Linked DNA regions of Rattus norvegicus: region 1 is linked to region 2. The links are chromatin contacts, called in public Hi-C maps. All regions are on one chromosome and are shown on one strand. Each heading gives the region's core, a stretch centred on a gene start, on an enhancer-like site or on the middle of the called end of the contact. The rest is flanking DNA. Distances are from core to core; before and after follow the strand shown.

Region 1 (4,165 bases), core at 765-3,264, 160 kb before region 2:
GTGGACTATAAAGACTCTCATCCTAGCTGCCTGGAAGTCAGCATTCTGCTAGCAGCCTTCAGATGATGTTGTAGAACTCTCAGCTCCTGCACCATGCCTGCCTGGATGCTGCCATGTTCCCACCTTGATGATAATGGACTGAACCTCTGAACCTGTGAGCCAGCCCTAATTACATGTGGTCCTTATATGAGTTGCCTTGGTCATGGTGTCTGTTCACAGCAGTAAAACCCTAACTAAGATAATGTGAAAAATAAGAATTAAAGGAGCTTTGTGGGGGAAAAAAGTTTATCAAAAGTCTATTCTTTTAAAAATTGTGTCTTTCCCCACCAGAGGTAGTTACTAACACAGCCTTCCTCTTAACTGACTGTGGTTTTGTCTGTGCATTTTTGGTCTTCTTTTTAGGATATGAATAGATGCATAGGATATCCTAGGCCCAGGATGCACCACAAAGATAGATATGAGGTTGCTTCCTGGTTGGTGTCAGTGGCTTTTAACTAGAAGAGTTCTGTGTCACAAGTGCTCATAGTAAAATATCTTCAGGAAATGCTCCAAATTGGGCACCCTGGGCCCAACTTCAAGGCAACAGTTATTAGACCAGAAGGCCATCACAGATGCATAGCCTATCTAATCACAAAGAATATACTGTGCTCTTTTTTTAATGATTATTACTTTGTTTGCCATGTCTGTATGTACATGGTATGCATGTATGTTCATAGCATGTAAGAGTCACGAGTACATGTGTGTTCACAAGCATATACAGATGCAAGGGCAAATGCATGTAGACACAAGAGTTTGATGGTGGGTGTCTTCTCTCACTTGAACCTAATACATACCAATGGGGCTAAACTTGCTAACCACCTTGCCCCAGGGATTCCCTGTGACTGCCTCAGAAGCACTGAGGACCGGGCAGGCTACTGCATCTGTCCTGCACTATTAACATGGGTGCTTGGCATCTGGCTCCCTATGAGTACACAGCAACTGCCATCTTCCCAACCACACTATATTCTTTTATCCTAGAACTCACATTTGTATGCCCACACAGGGTTCATTACTTCAGTGGTAGAAAAGAAAAACTGTAAGTACCCCAACTGGAAAGTGATTGACTGGTGCCTCTAGATTCATATCTGTCACACAGAACGAATGAAAACACCCAAGAAACAAGGAAGACTGAGACCTAGGCCTCTCCCCTTGGTATCAGCCCTTAGCACAGTCATGCTCAGGATGACAGAGTTTTAAAGGCTGATCTTCAAAAGCCTCTTTATTGCTAATGAAAAGGATTATCACTATGGTTGGAATTCCTATTGGTACCTGTGTGCAAGAGAATCTGACACTAGCTCAGCCCTTCCAGTTCACTGACAAAAGGGAACGCACACTTAGCTGGCCGAAAGCCATGCATGCTACTGTGCAGCCTGGTGGCCAGAGCAGGAAGGGACTGAGTACTTGTCATGGAGTGCCATGCTGCAGTAGGCAGCCACCGCAACAACGCCTCTTCTGTAGCTTTCCTATTAAATCGGAACTAAGTAGGAGGAAGGGCGTGGTCAAAAGGAAAGTGAGAGACACACCTCCTGTTAAACTGGCTGCTGGAGTTGAGGAGGGCCAGGTGAGCAGACAGGAAAATGTCTTAGACAGATTTCAGGTGTGGGAACAGAATAAGATGGTCCAGTCACCGGAGAGTCGGGGGCAGGGACCTGGAGGACCTGGTGGACAGCCGGTGTTAAGGTGGGACTGATCCTGAGGCACAACTGAGATGGTGAAGTCCTTCCCTCTCAGACTTTCTCATCACACGGGTAGGCAGTGGCATTTAACCTCATGGATCCACCCACTCAGAACTGGTCCTCAGCTACCACGGCCATTATTACACCCTGTGTAAACTATTTTAACTTAACGTGTTTAAATGAAACCTTCACGAATGCTACATTCAGAGTCTTGAAGAGCACCGGTCCTGTCTGTTCCACACAGCAGACCTTTAAGCGAACCTATCTTCCCTTTCACCATAACTTTGTTATGTAACTCACCAATGCTGCATAAGTCTGCACACTTTCCCACCACTAAAAATAGGTATGAGAAGCATGAAGGACTCCAAGACGCTGGAGAAAATAGATCAAAGCAGCATGGTGGGAGCCCCTCCGTTTCAGTAATTTTAATAAATCAAAGAAAAGTTGGCCAAAACATGTCCTTTCACACGGTTTTAAAGAAGTAGGAGGCCCTCCGTGGGTCTTTTCCACCTTTTATTTCTAGGAGTGGAAAAATTGTTCACTTGAGAATAAATCAATCCTGGGTCTAGCAAACACGCCCTTCAATACTAACAACAAAAGAGCCATTCATAAATCACTCCACTTCCTCAGGGAAGATCACTGGATGAAAAGCTGCTGCTGGACTGGAGACCACAGAAGACACGCCTCTCTCCTCATGAAACACACTCGGCCTCTCTAAGATATCTCCAGATAAACTACACCAGGCCAAAGACTCACAGACAGCTGGAAATAAATACCCAGAAAATTGTTATTAGGAAAATGAATACAAAATCTTTATAAATGGACCTTTTATATTTGAAATTTTTGACTGTAAAATGACTTTTTCCATGAAATTAATGTTTAGAAACTGATCTAGAACAAAATGCTCAATTAAGATCACGGATTCTATAATGACAGAGTCAGACAGAGTAGTGCACGTGGTCATTTAAAGTGAGGTGTTCCCGTCATTACCAACTCCTGTGGCGCACACTGCTTGTCTTCAGAAACAGTTAAAGCAGCACTGACTGAGAAACACCAGTCCCGGACACAGGGGGATATGAGGACTGGAGATGGAGCTCAGTGATAAAGCACTTGTCCAGCATGTATGAGGCCCTAGGTTCAATCCCAGGCAACACAACAATAGCAGTAACAACAACACTGAAAATTGGCTTTTGATGGACCATGATGATTCTAACCGAATGACGTAGCTGTGTTACCTGGAAAGTCTGTTAGTAAATGTGAACCTGTTTCTGTAACTCATTCTCAGTCTGTAAAAGTTTACTGAGCTACTGTAAGCAAGTGTCTCAGAAGTCTACAGTATGCAAAGGTCATCTAGGGTCACACATGCAACATCCTTCTGCTCTTCTAGAACGGGAGCCTGCGGCCAAGTAAGAGTCGAGTGGGATTTGTCCCTGAAGCATTAGAGTGCCTAAGACCAAAAGATAATCGTAAGCAAAGAACGAGTGCAGCTTACTAGAAAAAGCCTCACCACATCACTCATAGCCAAACGCTCTCTGCAGAGCTCCCTCAGGAGCCCAGGGAAGGCACCTGCTGACTGTGAAGCACGGTCAACACAGATATGAAGTCACTGAGCTCATGTGACTCGAAGCCTGCGGACAGCCACAGAGTTCATGACACACGCAGCATCACTGTCACGGCCTGACAAGACCGTGCCCGTGGTGCCCTAGACGGTATGGAGAGATGATACACACGAGTAAGGAAACTGTTCCCACAGAATCTGCCTGGCAGGGGAAGAGGAAAGGTGACTACGACACATTAAGTACAGGAGAGGTACGGCTCGTCAGTCTGACCAGAACAGACCTCTCACAATGCACGCTGCAGCAGTGGGTGTGAAGGCTAAGAAAGGCGTGTGTGGAACAGGACAGAAGCAGCAGGGTGTGCACCAGTGTGACCACGTGTATCTCAGAGTGGATAAAGCTCAGTGGCTAAACCCGGACTGCTTGAGAAATAGTCAAGAGTTTCAAAATGGGATTCTCTTGCTCTGTAAAAGGAAAATCAAAATGGGCTATAAAGGGCTGTAGACCTGGAGAGCCAATATGGGTTTAAAGCCCGGAAGTGTAGTCAGAGCTGAGACTAGAGAGATGAATGATGGAAGAATGAGTAATATGAGAGGGCTATTCGCAGGAAGCCTAGCATGATGGCTCAGACCCACACTGCTAAGCTACTGGGTACGTAGCAATAAACACAAACAGAAGGGAGTCACTTTAAATTGGCTCCACAGGTCAAAGCAATATATGTGGAAAGAAACTAGGTGGGAAGTAGGAGTGGGCTGCAGTGTGTGAGAAAAATGAAAACAAGGCTAGACTTTCCTCAGGAGAGCAGGACAAAGGAGGGACTGCTCAGAGCAAGGAGGAGGGACTGCAGGGAACAGGGAGGAAGGACTGCAAAAAACAGGGAGGAGGGACTGCACA
Region 2 (4,219 bases), core at 1,393-3,892:
TCTATATTCTTTGTTTACATTTTTTGAGACAAAGTTCAACTATATAACCCAACCTGGCTTCAACTCTTAATCCTCCTGCCTCAGACTCTGTCGGGATTATAGACATGAGCTGCCACAGCCAGCCCTCTTCTCTATTCTTGAGGTCAAGCAACTCAGGTCAAAACTTCCCCCTCTATTCCCCTTCCTCAAGAGATGTCCATGTTCCAGAGACGCTTGCAACAGGCTTAACCCCAGCAAAAGCCAGACCTACTAGAGCTCTTCGCATACAGAAAGTATTTCATCCGAGTTTATCAAACCCAGGAACCCAGTGCCTGCTTATGCTTTCAAAGTTTTGTTTTTGTTTTTTGTTTGTTTTTTTTTTTCGCTTTTGCTTCATCCAGTCAAAATGTTCTTATCCGTCACTGTCACTGTTACTGTCACTGCCACTGTCACAAGCCTCAACTCAGTCAAAAGACTTTCCCCTATTCCCTAAAAGCATGGCTATTTAAAGTGAGCAACCTTTCTTCTCCAACAGCTCCCTCTGTCTCTTTCTCCCACGTCCTGTGATTTATCTCCTGCCCCAGTCTTATCCACCTGGCCCTAGGGATCCACAATCCCAGTACTGTAGCTGGTGCTAAGAACCCAGCTGGTGGGAAAATTGCATCTACCCTCCAAGAGCTCCTGGCCCAGCCGAAGCAAAAAGGAGACTCCAGCAACAGCCACAGGACGGCCCAACATGTCCCACACCCACCGCAGGCACTGGGAAAGAGCAATACAGACATTTTCTCTATGGTGTGCTCTCTCCATGCCACCCTTTTGAAGACACTTGGGTGAGCATTTAGTTCATGCAGAGCTCTGGGCCACTATTGGTCAGCTCCAGGGCTTTGAGAATGTTGCTTAACTCCCTGACAGTTTCCTCATCAGTCAAATACCATGGTGAGTCAGTTCCCTCCGAGGGAAACTGGGAGGCACTGTGGAGTGATGTGGGGAAAGCATTTAAAGAACCTAATAAACTACACAATAAACAATGCAGTCTTTTTCGTTATCTGAATCGAATGACTGCTGGAAGTGTGGAACAAGACACGTGTGCACAGTTTCTGGGATCTCAGGTAACTTTTGAAAGTGGACCAGAAACTTGCCACCAACAGCAGGGCTCCTAAGACCTTCACCATAGGCCTCAACTCAGACTTCACTCTGCCCCTCCTTGTCACCAGTCCTGCCAGAGTGTAGGTGGGATAGCTGGGGTTGCCAGTGGCTTAAAATGATGATGGTTCAGCCTCCCCAGCACTGAGATTTCAGGTGTGAGTCACGACACTTCCGGCTGTTTTTTTTTCTTTTTTCTTTTTTTCTTTTTCTCTTTTTCTTTTTTTATTTTTGAGAAGAGTTGGAGGGGAAAGAAAGAACGCCTGGCTCTTGTTGCTGGGTGCTGGGACCGGTGAAGAAGGGTCTTGGGCTCTTAACTGAACTCCAGAGCCGAAGGGAGCCATCAGTCTTTTCCTTGACACTTGATTGAGCCTGATCCAGAACCAGATGTGCTGCTGCCACACCCCGGATGGTGCGAACATACTATCCTCTTAAGCCTCTGTACCTCCGTCATTAGCCAAAAAGCCCACTCTACTATGATCTGCATAAAGGTCTGTCCTTTTTTTCCCACAGCGTAAAAAGTTGTGAAGATTTCCCAGGCCTCCTGAGAGGACCAAGTTTAAGGTTACTAACCCTTGCTGTAATGCTACCCTGGCCCTTCGCCTTATGGTCAGTGCCCCCAGAAGGATCTCAAAACCTCAAGCGAATGGGAGGTGATAGGCTCTAGCTGCCGCTGGGGTCACGGCAGATGAGTGGTGTGGTAGGCAGCTCCGAAGTTAACCGAGAACAGTCAGGGTCCTAAAAAAAGACTGAGCCGCTCGGTAGTTGTGTGTCAGCTCTCAAGTGGACAGCTCCTTGCCCTGTCTTAAAGGGAGAGTGGTGTTTCCTCCGAGTTCAGGAGGAAAAGGACCCTTGTAGTGTAGCTACAGGGTAAAGGGAATGCGAAAAAGATGTCTAAGTGGAAGGTGAGAGAAGACCTGCTACCTAGGACCTGCACCGCTACGACAGAATCAGCTCTCAGGTCACACGCGCGCGCGCTAACCTTCCTGGGGCTCTCTGTGGGCTGGGAGGGAACTCAGAAAGCGGGGTTGCCAGGCAGGGCAAAGCTCGGGCCGAGAACCCCAGAGTGACTGCTCACACGCCCCATCCCGCTTCTCCCAGGGCTTGGGGCACCCGAGAGCCTGAACTCTCCTCCTTTTGGGCTTCAGTTTTCAAGCGTGAGAACGAGGGGTGACGTCAGGGCCCAGGTGTTCCCGGGAGCGCGCGCCCCTGGAGCCGCGCGATCCCGGGAGCGGACTCTTAGGATAGAGGCACAGCCCGGGGACTCGCTCCCGCGTGCGCTCCGGGCCGCCGTGCGCCACTCTGACTTACCCAGAAGTTCCCCTTGAACAGCGAACCCGTCATGCCGGCGCCGGGTTGGGAGCGGAGGGCTGGGCGCGGAGGACGGAGGGCGGCTGAGGACGGCGGGCGGCTGAGGACGGCGGACGGAGGACAGCGGGAGGACGGAGGGAGGACGGCCGGATCGAGAGGAGAGCTCCGACTGTCAGGGCCAAGGTCCGGCGCAACTTCGGAGTTCCACTGTCGCTCCGGGAAGCCGCCCCGGGTCCTAAACCACGCCCGATTGCGCCCGCCCCGCGCCCCGCCCGCGCCGCGCACCTGCAGAGGGTCACCCGCCCTGGCCCTAGGGCGGGGCCGGCCCAGTAGCTCTGCGGGTTGCGGCGGCCAGTCCGGGGCCCCAGCCTGCGGGACCTCTGAACAGAACCGGTCATTCTCCCCAGCCCACTCTGGGCTCTTCCCACCAGGACCTCTCGACCTAGAAATTCAGACTGTGGATCAATAGAAACCTTAAGAGACGCTTAAAACGTCGCCTACGGTGCTGATGCTACAAGGAATGGTGCGCACGCACCGCCCCGGAGGGGACTGCGGGTCTAAACTGCCGATTATATTGCGTTACCGATGTTTCCTGTTAGCTCTACATATCTTGTCCTGAACTCAGTTAAGGTCTCTTCACCACCAGTCCCACCCTGCTGTAAAAGCCAGGTTGCTTTCTGCTCCCCCTAGGCTCTAACTCTTCTAAGATAGAACCGATGGAGGAAAACCGAGGCTCACACGGGTAATCCCAGTACAGAAGAAGCTGACACTAGGTGTTCAAGCCCAGCCTGGGGCTACAGTGGGAGATCTTTCCTCATACACAGACAAACCAAATAGTACTCCAGGACAGGTCTGACTCCTCCTTGCTTGGTAATAGACAAGGTACTCTGTTCTGTGTGCCCAGTGCCCAGCCCGAAACTCGAGAGCTGAAAGATTGCCCCGATTCACACTTACTTAGGGGATGGAGAGACCAAAGCTAGAAGTCTGTCCTTCCCAACAGGACCAATGTCTTTCTTTCTGAATAAGAAGTGCTCATAGGGAAGAGAATGAAGACTAAGTAGCCCAGACTGACACCGAGCCCGGTTCCCGTCATGGCAAAGCAGCATTCGCTTCTGCAGCAGGCTCTAGTTAGACCCGGACACAGCACTCGACAATCGTGAATGACTAGAGGAAGCTCACGAAGGTTCTGCTCATTCACTCTTCCCCCAAGTCCTACCAGCAAGGTCACCTGTCACGACAGAGGTGAGCGAGAGCCTCCAGACCTGTTACTCTCCAAGGACATGTATCCATCAACCCGGTTCTTTTTTTTTTTTTTTTTTTTTTCTGGTTCTTTTTTTCGGAGCTGGGGACCGAACCCAGGGCCTTGTGCTTCCTAGGCAAGCACTCTACCACTGAGCTAAATCCCCAACCCATCAACCCGGTTCTTTACTGAGGTTAGAGGCACCGGCTCATTTTCCAGAGGACTTGGGTTCAATTCCCAGCAGCCACGTGACAGCTAACAGCAACCCTCTAACTCCAGACCCAAGGAATCTAACGTCCACTTAGTATGTTTTTGCTAATAAAGGCATGCAGGTGGCACACAGATATGCATGCCTGCAAAACACCCATACACGTAAAAAACTAAATCAAATAATAAAAAAAACAGTGAGGTTAGACCCAAGGCAGGGAAGCCCAGCTATAACTGCAGGAAGCAGCAGAGGCCAAATGTGCACCAGGAGGGGGGGAGAGCGGCCTTTCTGCAGGTGTGGGTGGACTACACACGACACTGAGGGCTTCAGGAAGCCAG

What was found. A called contact is a pair of places that touch in the nucleus more often than the background predicts.
Region 1: a contact with region 2 is called in a Hi-C map of Schwann cells, with 4 times the contacts expected there. The contact joins the enhancer-like site here to the promoter of Pstpip2 in region 2. A contact is called at or near these places in 2 of 12 Hi-C or Micro-C datasets (Schwann cells and hepatocytes).

Annotation. Positions count from the first base shown.
Region 1 is chr18:73,744,455-73,748,619 of GRCr8, reverse strand. The region is part of intron 27 of Epg5 (ectopic P-granules 5 autophagy tethering factor); the gene reads right to left. Among named protein-coding and RNA genes, the nearest start is that of Siglec15, 50 kb to the left of the region's middle. Within about 2 kb of position 2,014, at least 5 of the 93 cell types and tissues checked have an H3K27ac peak or open chromatin away from gene starts, as enhancers often do. A contact at or near this core is called in Schwann cells, where this site is marked.
Region 2 is chr18:73,584,570-73,588,788 of GRCr8, reverse strand. It overlaps Pstpip2 (proline-serine-threonine phosphatase-interacting protein 2), which reads right to left and starts at 2,642. Exons shown (of 15, transcript NM_001271281.1): 1 at 2,434-2,642. The coding sequence starts at 2,466.